2 separate regions of the Sus scrofa genome follow, and region 1 is linked to region 2. Evidence: chromatin contacts called from public Hi-C data. All regions are on one chromosome and are shown on one strand. Each heading gives the region's core, a stretch centred on a gene start, on an enhancer-like site or on the middle of the called end of the contact. The rest is flanking DNA. Distances are from core to core; before and after follow the strand shown.

What was found. A called contact is a pair of places that touch in the nucleus more often than the background predicts.
Region 1: a Hi-C map of liver shows a contact between it and region 2, with 1.6 times the contacts expected there. The contact joins two enhancer-like sites. A contact is called at or near these places in 1 of 5 promoter capture datasets (liver), 5 of 47 Hi-C or Micro-C datasets (liver, retroperitoneal adipose tissue and skeletal muscle) and 2 of 2 datasets of contacts at active chromatin or transcription factors (alveolar macrophages and skeletal muscle).

The regions. Positions count from the first base shown.
Region 1 is chr4:19,141,801-19,148,412 of Sscrofa11.1, forward strand. DEPTOR (DEP domain-containing mTOR-interacting protein) reads right to left here. Exons shown (of 12, transcript XM_021090558.1): 4 at 4,634-5,095. The coding sequence starts at 4,755. Among named protein-coding and RNA genes, the nearest start is that of DSCC1, 16 kb to the right of the region's middle. Within about 2 kb of position 4,446, at least 70 of the 83 cell types and tissues checked have an H3K27ac peak or open chromatin away from gene starts, as enhancers often do. A contact at or near this core is called in alveolar macrophages, liver and retroperitoneal adipose tissue, where this site is marked.
Region 2 is chr4:19,050,037-19,055,829 of Sscrofa11.1, forward strand. All of the region lies in intron 7 of DEPTOR (DEP domain-containing mTOR-interacting protein), which reads right to left. Among named protein-coding and RNA genes, the nearest start is that of DSCC1, 110 kb to the right of the region's middle. Within about 2 kb of position 1,540, at least 17 of the 83 cell types and tissues checked have an H3K27ac peak or open chromatin away from gene starts, as enhancers often do. A contact at or near this core is called in alveolar macrophages, liver and retroperitoneal adipose tissue, where this site is marked.

The sequences.
Region 1 (6,612 bases), core at 3,196-5,695, 95 kb after region 2:
AATAGGGATATTCTTGGCTTTCTTTAAATCTTCTATTACAAACCACTTTCCTGCTGAGGAGCTCCAGGATTGGCCTATCGAAGAAACCTAAGGTAGATTTTGGATGCTGTGATCAGAGTATCATAGCGATAACTGCATGGCAAATTTCAAAACAAAAGATTTATATGTAAAACCTATAAAATAACTAATAATGTGAAAAATCATAGAATGAAACCCCACAAATATGAATGATGTATATAAAGTCAACTCTTTTCAAATTAGGAATGTTGTAAGATGATTTTCTTGACTATGGCCTCTATGGCATCTTTTCTCTGTTTTATATGAAGAATAATGCCTACAAAAAGCCATATTAAAATATGGTGTGGTAGTATTATTGAGTTAATGATAAGTACATCACTTTCTTTGGCCAATCCAAAAAGATAGCAAAAATTTTCCTTGACATCTTGTCTTCCATCACGCTACCATCATCCAAATGCATTTCTATGACAGTTTTCTTGAGATATAATTCACATACCGCAAAATTCACCCATTCAATGTGTATAATTCAATGGTTTTAAGCATATCCACAGAACTATGATATCATCACCACCATCAATTTCAGAGCCTTTTTCATCATCCCAAAAAGAAACTCTTTAACCATCAGCAATCACTCTCCACTCCCCTTCCCCACTGCAGCTGGCAAGCACTTTCTGTCTCCATTGATTTGCCTGTTCTGGATATTTCCTATAAGTGGAGCCTTACAATATGTGGCCTTTTGTGACTGTCTTGGTTCACTTCGCATAATGTTTGTTAAAGTTCATCCGTGTTGTAGCATATGTCCGCACCTTATTCCTGAATAACACTGCCTTGCCTTGTGTGGATACATCACATATTACTTATCCTTTCATCAGCTGATGGACATTTGAGTTGTTTCTGTGTTTGGCTATTGTGAAAGACGCTGCTGTGAAAATCTGTGTACAAATTTTAACGTGGACATACATTTTCATTTCTCTTAAGTATATACCTAGGAGTAAAACTGCTGGGTCATATGGTAATTGTATGTTTAATCTTCAAGGAAATGCCAGGCTGATTTACAAAGTGGCTGCATCATTTTACCTTTCCAATAGCAGTGTGTAAAGGTCCCAATTTTTCCACATCCTTGCCAACACTTGTTATTATCTGTCTTTGATTATAGCCATCCTGAAGCTGTGAAGTGGTATTCGAAGGCATTTTTAAGAAGCAAAAACATGCAAATACACTGGGCAAGGAAGTAAAATCTTTCATGACAAGAGAAACACAAAAAAGATTAGGAAAAAGATCCTGCAGTCAGGAGGTGTTTTTCAGTCCGTTACTCAATTTCATATCCTTATGCAACCAGCTGCTCTTACCAAAGTATGAGGATTATGGAGCCAGCACCCAATTTCACATCCGGAGATTATAATGATCTTAACAACTACTCCTGATTTATTGATTTATTTTAACAAAGTCCCTTCCCACACTATACCCCATTTGATCCAACACCACAAATCTTACATGGGAAAATATTATTCCCATTCTGTAGGTGTGGCACTGAGGCCCAGAGTGGCTGACTCGCCCAAGCAAACAGTTAAAAATAAACACATATATCCATATATGCATAAATAAATATTAAATAAAAAAAATTCACAGAACTGGTCTTGAAAGCCAAATTTAGCACTTCAAATCCTAATCCTAGTTTCTCTTTGCCTCATCTTTGATGACCAGAAAGTAATGGAAAAGAAAGAGCAGGCAGAGAGGAATTGTGTGTGTGTGTGTGTGTGTCTGTGTGTGTGTGTGCGTACACACAACACAGAGGCAGGAGGCCTGGACAACATAAATGCCCCACAATCAGCCTGTGAGAGAGCAGTGAGGGATGCAAAAACATGTGACAGTAACAATAAGGACTTTATCCTCACTGTTTATAAGAGGTTCCTCCAGTAATCAGGCAGCCAGTGGCATACACGACCACTTAAATCCCTAAATTCTAATTATTACACTATCTGTATTTACAATAGCATATTACCTATACTAGTCATTCAAATATATGTACTCAACCTAGGATGGATGAGATTTTTAAAAAGCAATGATGACACTTTTCCAAAGTAAAAGTAAATGACTAACTCTTTTTTTTTTTTTTTGCTTTTTAGGGCCACACAGGACATATGGACGTTCCCAGGCTAGGGGTTGAATCGGAGCTGCAGCTGCAGGCTTACACCACAGCCACAGCAATGGGGGGGGGGTCCGGAAATCCAAGGCACATCTTTGACCTACACCACAGCTCAGGGCAACGCCAGATCCTTAACCCACTGAGCAAGGCCAGGGATCCAATCCGCATCCGTATCCGCATCCTCATAGATACTAGTTGGGCTTGTTACCACTGAACCACAACGGGAATTTCCTAAATAATTAACATTTACGAAGCCTCTTATATGTAGCATCTCCTCGTTTAATTCTCACAAAATTCCTGCAAGAGAAGTGGACCAGAGGCACGGAGAAGTTGTAAATTGTCCTCAAGTCACAGGACTAGTAAATGGTGGAGACAGAATAAGAACCCTGGCAGCCTGGTTCTGTGCCTTGTGCCTGAACCACCAATCTTTCCTGCTAGATCCTGCTCAGCTGGAAGTCATGTGTGATGAAACACAGGGGCCAATGATATTCATTAACTCCAGCAACCATTTGTTGAAAGCTCATTAATACTTGAAGCCCTAGGGAGAATTCTTACAACACCACCATGAAGTGCTTATCGTCATTGCCTTTTTGCAGGTGAGGAAACAGGCACAGAGAAGAGAATTAACTTAGCTATTACAGAACTATAATAGCTAAGGCTGACATGACTGACACTTACTACATACCAGGTTCTGTTCTAAGCACCCATCAAATTAATCCTCCTTACAACACCAGGTAGGTTCTTCCATCGTTCTCAGTTAAGTAATATGTCTTAGGTCCCAGTCTTGTAAGTAGCAAACACAGATTTGCTCAGGCTTTAAAGCCCTTCTCAAAACAAGATTGATTTTTGGCAACAAAGTAGCTGAGCAGAAATTCACACCCAGGTCTATAAATCTTGAGAGAGTCCTCTACCTTCTCACAGACACACTAAGCCTGGCCCTCAAACCTACTGCAGTGCAGAGGGGAGGGGTGCCAGGGAAGAGGGGACTAGCCAGGGCTCAGGAGTCACACAAGGAAAGGGCATTTAAGCATTTCCAAGGAGGAAGTGCTTTCTGCACAAAGAGAGGCACCATGCAAGTTATTATTTTGAAGGAAGTGAAAAGGACCCGATTGAGGAGTAACTAAATTATTAAAGTGTTTCAAACTGAATCAGAAAAGCTTTATTTTGACTTTTTTTCAGTTAGGAAATATCTTGATGGAAAACAAGCTTTTATTCCCTTGAATGTTGACTATACATTAAAAAATCATCAAGGAATAGAAATGTGCAGTTTGCCTTTTATAAGATTACACTCACTTCAGACCTCCAATATTTACTTTTTCGATCTAAGGGCAGCAAGCAGGGTGATTATTAAACCTTTAGGGATCTTTGCAAGATTCCCTCTCCTTTTGGTCCCGAAACACAGCATTTTAGAAAGCAAATTGAGCCTGGAGATTCAGACCAAAAAGTAGAAGAAACAGGAACTCACGCCCTTGTGATGGGGCCAGGGGCCGGCATGCAAGTTGTAGCTCAAAGGCTGGAGAGACAAGGGTTTTTTTTTTCCCCTGGCAAACTGATTTATGACCACAAGACAGGCAGCTGCGGAACCGGTCAGACCATAAGTACGATTCTCATATGTGAACAGAGAAGGACCAAGATTGCATAGGAGTGATGCGGGGATCTGAATCTGGGGGTCACTGCCTGTCCCGAGCATCTTGAGACTTGTCAAGTACCGATTCTCGAAGCAGCCGGGGGCCTGATGGGCTCTGCCACCCAAAATGTACGCGCGGGGGAGTTGGCACTGCAGCAGGGCAGCGGGTCAGGGTACCTCCACGCCCCCTTGCGGACCCAAACGACCATTGACAAGAATCTACTAATTAAGCGACAGGTACCCTGTTAGAGAAATGTTCTCAGTTTAGTCCTTACAACAACCTTACAAGGAAGCTGCTGTGATCAATCCCATTTTACAGATGAAAACACTGAGGCTCAGGGGACTGAAGCAAGACTTGCAAGCAAAAAGAGAACCTTAAGTGAAGGCGACCTTTGGGCTGGCTCCTTTTAATCTAGAAGTAAGAGGCTGGGGTTGAAGCCGGCTGGAGGCTCCCCGCCGGCCCCATTCGCTCTGTGGACGGACTAGGAGAGGGCTGTCAGCCAGGAGGCCTGGCAGCGCCGGGTGCCCCGGTAGAGGGGACGCGCGCGGTCGGAAGCAGCGCGTCTGCTGGACGCAGGGCTGCAGCCACTGGGCGAGGACGCAGCTAGCACCATGCGCTCGCATGCATCCGTCTCGGGAGCTCCGCTCCAGTCCAGAGTCCAAAGGGCGCTGGGCTGCAGCAGCTAAGCCGGGGGCGGCGCCGAGGGTCCACGCGCCCTTAGGCGTCCCGGAGCCCCAAGCGAGTTGCCAGTCACTAGCCACGGCGCGCGTGCGCGCGGGACTTCTGCAGACACTGGCGAGCAGTGCCACGGCGAGCCCCCCGGCACAGTCCTTCGTCTTACCGTAGCTGCTCCCCGGTGACAAGGACCTCAGCCATGCGCTCCAGCTCCCTTTGCTGCGCTCCGCCACTCCCGCTAGTGCTGCCGTCGCTGCCGCCGCTGCCAGCGCTGCTGCCCTCCTCCATGGTCCGGGCTGCGCCGCTACCACTGTCTTTGCTGTCCGTGGTGGGTTCAGGCGTTAAATCAGTCTGCCCTCAGTGAAGCCTTCCCCGCCATCTTTGTTAGGGGCAGTCCCGTAGCTGGGACGCGATTGGCTAGAGAGGGAATCCCTGTGGGTAGGCTGAGCCACTCGGCGAGTCCGCCCCTGAAACTCCAGCTGGGGGGCGTGGCTGGAGTCCCGCGTGGTCGGGGGCGGGACCGAAGGAGGAAAACATCAACATCTGGGCGGGGCGTCGGTTCGGAGCTAATCATGCTGGTTGAGGTCGAAGTCCTGAGTGCCCTTTCTTCTACCCACACAGCTCGATCCTGGGGACAGGCAGGGAGGTTATTAGACGACTGTGGAGGCATTTCCATTATTATGTCCACGCCCCAAATTGCCAGAGAGTGAAAGTAATAAATATAGCTAAATAGCGAACAATGAAGGATGTACATGTCAATGCAGGGCTTGAAGAAAGTAATCAGTCTTTTTTGGTCTAACCTCCTTACCAAAGTCGCTTGCTTACCTCATGATGTAATCAATAAAGAACTCTGGCTGGGAATCAGACAGACCTGAGCTCCAGCTCCACACCTATAATTTCCTAACTAAATGTCCTCAATTCTCAGTTTCTTCCTTTACAGAATAAAAATAATTGTGGCTTGTTGACATCTGCTGCATTAGAGATGCTTCAGGTAGTTGTTATTGTCTGTAATTGGAACAAATCCTGAGATGGGTATTGTCTGTGTTTTACATGGGGAAGCAGGTGAGGAGAGGTGGGATAACCTGAGCCTCATTCTGCATGAAGTAGGAAAATCATTTAACCAAAATAGTGGTCTCACTCAGAGTTAATGAGATTAACAAACAGCTGGGTGTTTCTCATGTTTTAACTCTATTGTTTTGTTGTTGTTGTTTTAGCCATGTCTTTCAGAAGTTCCTGGGCCAGGGGAGCAACAAGCCACACTGGATCTTTCACCTGCTGAGCCACCAGAGAACTCCATGTTTTAATTCTATAATCATTAAAACATTATCAAGAGTTTGCATGGGCTTCAAGCTCAAACATGCAGTGTCTTTCCTGATTCTGTCACGTACTAGGTTTGCAACCTTATGTTAGTTAATGTCTCTGGCCTCAATTTTCTATCGGTGAAACAGGAATAATTCCTACCTTTTAGGGATGTTGCGTAGCTTAAATAACATCATGTAAAGCTTCTAAGCACATGATATGTGTTCAAAAGCCATTCTCTTTAATATCATTACTGCTTTTAATGAGAAGAAGAGGAATAAAAGAAGAAAAAGAAATTCTTGCCAGATACTTTCCATTATGATTTTTTGATACTAGACAAAACATTTTTCTCGTTATCGCTAATTAATTTTTAATTATTTGTAGGCCTTAAAAATGAAGAAAAGAGAAGTGCAGACTTGGACCCACTAAATCTCTCTTTGAGTCAGTGTTTTAAGCTTTTTGAAAGTGCAGAATGAAAAAAATTTACATATTCCTAATTATCCACTGTTCAACATTTAGTTTTGCCCCAAAGCTCTTGCCACCTATTGTAAGTCATATTGCTGTTATGATTGTCTTCTGCTTTTTTTCCCTCCTTTTAAATCTAGTCCTGTTTTCATTTGAATTCAGGCAGCTTTCTTTATCTGAAAAATAAAAAATGAAAAATGCTTTCCTGTAAAATACTTTCTTGTTTAATAATCTCTGATAAAAATTAGTGATAAAAATTTTTATCATAAAATTTTATGATAAAAAATTATGATTAGGAATTCCAGTCATGGCTCAGCGGAAATGAATCCGACTAGTGTTCATGAGGATAAGGGTTCGATCCCTGGCCTTACTCAGTGGGTT
Region 2 (5,793 bases), core at 290-2,789:
CTTGTCTTTTTAGGGCCGCACCCGTGGCATATGGAGGTTCCCAGGCTAGGGGTCTAATCAGAGCTGTTGTTGCCAGCCCATGCCACAGCCACAGCAATGCCAGATCTGAGTTGCATCTGTGACCTACACCACAGCTCACGGCAATGCCGGATCCTTAACCCACTGAGCGAGGCCAGGGATCGAACCTGCAACCTCATGGTTCCTGGTCGGATTCGTTTCCGACTGCACCATGATGGGAACTCCCCTTCTTAAATTTTTTCTTAATATTCTTCCAAGGTCATAGTGATCAGAGTTTACATATGGTTAGTTTTATACCTACTAATCACTCCGTGGTATCACTTGACTTTAACTCCTTTATCCATTCCTGGCTGAAGAGGGGAGGAGGCAGCAGGGAGAAGGCAGAGAAAAACAAGCATTTTCAAAGAATTATAGGCCTGAGCACAAAAGACAACCTGGACTCTGTGTGAACGGGAGTATCAGCTAAGAGACACTGAGTTAAAGTGAGTGGCTAAGAATCTGGAGCCAGAAACGGCTGCTGGAAGAAGTTCTAGAGAACCGTGGGAGACCAGGGCATGGCAAAGGTGACATGGCTGTGGGAATAATCATCATAACTGTCCCAGGAGAGCCTGGGTCCCGCACAGGAATCCCCGCCCCAAATCCCCAACCTCCAAGCTGAGAAAGGCGCTTGCTCAAGACTGACACAGGGTCAAAGCTAGAAACAAGTTCTGCCTGTGACGGGAAAGAGAATGGAGGCGGTCCCCTCCTTAAAGGAGAGCCTCTTAATTTTTTGGCCCCACCCTCCAGCTCCCACCTCCCTCTGAGGGCTGTGTCAAGCTCACGTCCAACAGTAACCAGGACTGAACGCCCGCACTGCTTCCCACCAGGAGAGAGGGAAGGGCCACATCAATTGTCTCTTACACCCAGGAGATCATGATATGCTGTTCTTGCAACATACTGGAGACCTCAGCCTATACGTCCCTCCAGAAATGACCACTGAAACTCAGCTAAGTCTTTATATTAACACATAAGGCCAGGCTATAAAAGGGCATTTGCATATTTCCATATACTGCATCTGGACAGAGATTGTGGGCTTGTGTTTCAAGGCTTCCTTGCGCTGCTGTAACATCACACTTGAGCAAACTGAGGACTACATACTGCAGGGGACACTGGCTGAAAAGCGGTCAGGAGCCAGGCAGGAGTCAGAAGAGGCCTAGGCTTCAGAGTGAAACTCAGTCTGTATCTAAAATGTCAGTTTCTATACACCTGACAACAGCTGTACTGATGTCAGCTAAGGAGAGAGATTTACAGTTTCAAAACTGTTGACAAAAGACCTCTGTTCTTTGTGTATAACACCCTTCTTTTGCAAGACTGTGTAAGATGAGGCATTGCTCACTCCTTTCGTACTTTCTAAAAGTCAAGGCTTAGGGCACCTACAGACCTGTTGTCCTTCAACAAAACCAACACTATATTGTGTGCCAACGTACCAGTCCTGGACTTTACCAAGGAACCTTGTTCCCTTATATTTACATTGCAACAGCACTCTGGCTGTGTCCATTTTGCTTCCTGCTTTGGATTCTGCTAGAATCAAACGTAAAACAGAGCCAAAGCCGATCAGAGGGCACAGTAGGAAAATCCCCAGAAATTCTAAATTGAAGAAGGAAAAAGTTGTGGTAGCTAACGGCTGCTAATAAAGATGACATAGGAAATACTAATTGTTGAAAGCAGATTGAGAAAACATTCTACCCAATCTTTATTTTCTTCTACTCAGACTTTAACATTTAGGAGCTAAGAATGATTATACTCATGGCAAATGCTTCAACACGGTCATTGAAAACAACAGGGATAATAATGATCAATTGAATTGATTTGAAGGGCGGATTAAAGGAACCAATAGTTGCAAAGAATGGCCTGTCACTTTGGCCTGCTCAGTACTCACTTCCTTAAGCCAACAGAAATTTTTTTTTTTTTTTGGTGGAACAATGTCCCCCACCCCCACCCCCTGCCCCGACCTCACCCACTTCACCCACCACTTGGTGAGTCTGTCGATCAAAGGCCCTACCTATGAAGGGGATCAAGAGGTGGGCATGTGACCTAGGCTCAGCCAATCAGAGCTGCACTCTAGCTTGGTCTCTGGAGAGAGAGACAGCACCGGGCAGAAAACTGCCAGTGCTGACTTCTCAGCTGTATGCAGCTGGAAGGGACTGCCCCTCAGTCACTAGTTCCTGGCACCTGGGTCACCAAGAGCTGCTCTGATTCTTCTCCCAGCAGCCTGTTTTCTCAGTGTTTTAACTATCCACTAGCTCCGCCATATATTTGAAGCAGATGATGACCAAGGCAGCTTATTTTCAAAGTGCTCCATCTGGTATAAACATGCAGCACTGTGCCTGGCAAAGGCAAATCCTCAAAAAGTGGTCATGACTGTCATTCATTTATTCAACACTTTTTTTTTTTTTTTTTTTGCTTTTTAGGGCCGCACCTGCTGCATATGGATGTTCCCAGGCTAGGGGTTGAATAGGAGCTATAGCTGCTGGCCACAGCCACAGCCACAGCAATGCCAGATCCGAGCTGCATCTGTGATCTACACCATAGCTCATAGCATTATTAGATTCTTAACCCAGTGAGCGAAGCCAGGGGTCAAACCTGAAACCTCATGGTTCCTAGTCGGATTTGTTTCTGCTGCATCATGACAGGAACACCAACTTTTTTTTTTTTTTTTTTTTTTTTTTTTGTCTTTTTGTTGTTGTTGTTGTTGTTGTTGCTATTTCTTGGGCCGCTCCCGCGGCATATGGAGGTTCCCAGGCTAGGGGTCTAGTCAGAGCTGTAGCCACCGGCCTACGCCAGAGCCACAGCAACGCTGGATCCGAGCCCGAGCCGCGTCTGCAACCTACACCACAGCTCACGGCAACGCCGGATCGTTAACCCACTGAGCAAGGGCAGGGACCGAACCCGCAACCTCATGGTTCCTAGTCGGATTCGTTGACCACTGCGCCACGACGGGAACTCCCTTTTTTTTTTTTTTTTTAATAGAGAAGCTAATAAATAAATGTCAAGCCATGGGGGATACAGAGACGAGAAAACAGATTTTCTGTCTTCGAAGCACTTACATTCCAGCCAAGTGTACAGAAAGACTAAGAGATACTTGGAAAAATCATTTTGTTGGTGGCAAGGAGTTATCAAAAACAAAAAGTAAGAGAACATGTATAGAATAGTCTTGAAGGAAAGGGTGAAAGGGTGGCAAGCCAGGGTAGGATGCCCCTGACAAAGGCTCTCTCCTTCTCCAGACTTCAGTTAGATTCCTCTGAGCCCCTATTTCAACTAGCCCTTGACCTTGGCCCTTATTACTATGGTAAGAGAACTTTAAAATAATAATAATAATAATATTAATATGGTTTTTTGGTGCAAGAGTGCCCATCCCCCACTCAGTGAGTCTGCTCATCCAGGGTCAAGAGGTGGGCATGAGGAGTTCCCGTCACAGTGCAGCAGAAATGAATTCGACTGGGAACCATGAGGTTGCAGGTTCGATGGCCTCACTCACTGGGTTAAGGATCCAGCACTGCTATGAGCTGTGGTGTGAGTCACAGACACGGCTTGGATCTGCCACTGCTGTGGCTTTGGCTGAGGCTGGCAGCTGTAGCTCTGATTGAACCCCTAGCCTGGGAACCTCCATATGCCGCGGGTGCAGCCCTAAAAAAAGCAATAAAATAAAATAAGAGGTGGGCATGATTCAGCCAGATTTGACCTACCAGCCCAGTGTCAGCAAAGAGTCCTGCTAAGTCAGGATCCCCCCACTGCACTCATGATATCTGATCACTCTTGTGATTTGACCAAGCTCCTCATCCTCCATCTTTGATGTGTAAGTCCCTGGCCTCAGAATCCTCTTACCCTTGGCGTCTCTCATTCATAAATTTCCATCCACTGGCCCCCTCGCCTTTCTTCACGGCAATAAATCCCCACTGGCCCCTATTGTACCTGGAGTTGAGGCCCATCTCCCTCCCCTGCTAAAAATTCCTATTGCAACAGTCTCCCCCACCCTTTTTAAACTAAAGTATAATTGCTTTACAATGTTTCGCCAATTGCTTCTATACAGCAAAGTGACCCAGTCATATGTATACACGCTTTCCCTTTCTTATATTATCTTAGATCATGGTCTATCCCAAGAGACTGGATATAGTTCCCTGTGCTGTACAGTAGGACCTCATTGCTTATAGTCTTAAGACTGCAATAGTCTTAAATAAAGTCATTCTTACTGTTTTCTATAATAATGTCAGAATAACTTGTTTTCTATAATATCTTATGGTCTTGAGCAAGTTACAAACTTGTCTTTAGCCTCAATCATCAGTGCCTTTTTTCTTCCTTCCTCCCAACCTTCCATCCCTCTGTCTTTTCTTTCCTTTTTTGGGCTATACCTGCAGCATGCAGAAGTTCCTGGAGCCAGGGATTGAACCTGCACCGCAGCAGTAACCTGAGCCACAGCAATGACAATGCCAGATCCTTACCCACTTAGCCACCAGGGAACTCCCCCCATCTCTCTTCTCTGGCAAGGCTATTTCAGGCTTGGTTGAATTCTTTAGTGCTTTTAATTACTGAGAGGATGAGATTAATTCCTGTCTGGATCTGGCATCTAGCTTCCCCTGCAGAAAGTCCCATGCTCTCTCATTAGACTACCAGAGAGAATATCTCAGCTACAGTCTTCCCCTGGAGAATGGGATCACCAAAACTACCCCACAGCAGCTGGGCGGGTTAAAAATACAATTTATAGAAAACTGCTTTGTGTGTTGCAAAATGTTATATAAATGTATTTTTTAAAACCAAAGGCAAAGAAAGAGGGCTTGATGAAGTGTTGAAATTGTTAAAGTGCTCTGACTAAATCTTTAAAAGAGGAAATTACACGCCTGGACACAGCAGCGGTAGCCTGATTATCCAGGGTCAGCTGCTGCAGCTGTGAGCAATTTACCCACGTGACTCCCTGCTTCCTCTCTCTCTCCCTCCATTTAAGGATAAGATAGCTGGATAGCAGCTCAAGCAGTTGAGGGAGATATTTATGTGAGTCAAGAAAAGCGTTCATCGCATTTGCAAAGGTCACACAAAAATCTCAAGGTACTCGGTCATTGTTGGCGAAAAAGGAATTTTGTCTATTTTATGAGTTAACATGTATTATAGCTGCGCTAGCTGACAGGCTGTGTGAGCTGATGCAATAAAGGTTGAGGTTTTTTTCCCCTAATTTAGTGGCTTTTAATAAGAAACCAATCTTCTTTTTTGATTAAGAGCCAGACGGCTTTGATGCGAATCTTTATTTCTTTATTTTTTTAGGGCCGCACTTGAGGCATATGGAGAGCCCCAGGCTAGGGGTCGAATCGGAGCCACAGCTGCTGGCCTGCGCCAGAGCCACAGCAACGCAGGATCCAAGCCGTGTCTGTGACCTATACCACAGCTCATGGCAATGCTGGATCCTTAACCCACTGAGCAAGGCCAGGGATCGAACCCGCAACCTCATGGATATTAGTCGTGTTCATTAACCACTGGGCCACGAGAGGAACTCCTTGATGTGACTCTCGAATCTCCCATTTACCAGCTCTTGTCTTCGGCAAGTTACTCAACCTCATTTTAAAAAGGAGAATTATTATGATACCTAACTCAGATATGGAAAGGTAAAATCAGTGAATGAGCAGAGTGACTGGGAACAGTGTCTGGTGTATAGTACAGACTCTACACATTTTAGCTGTTACTTAGAATCGATCAGATCCAGTATAATGATGGGTGGTTGAGGGCCATCAGAGGTAGACTCTGCTAAAA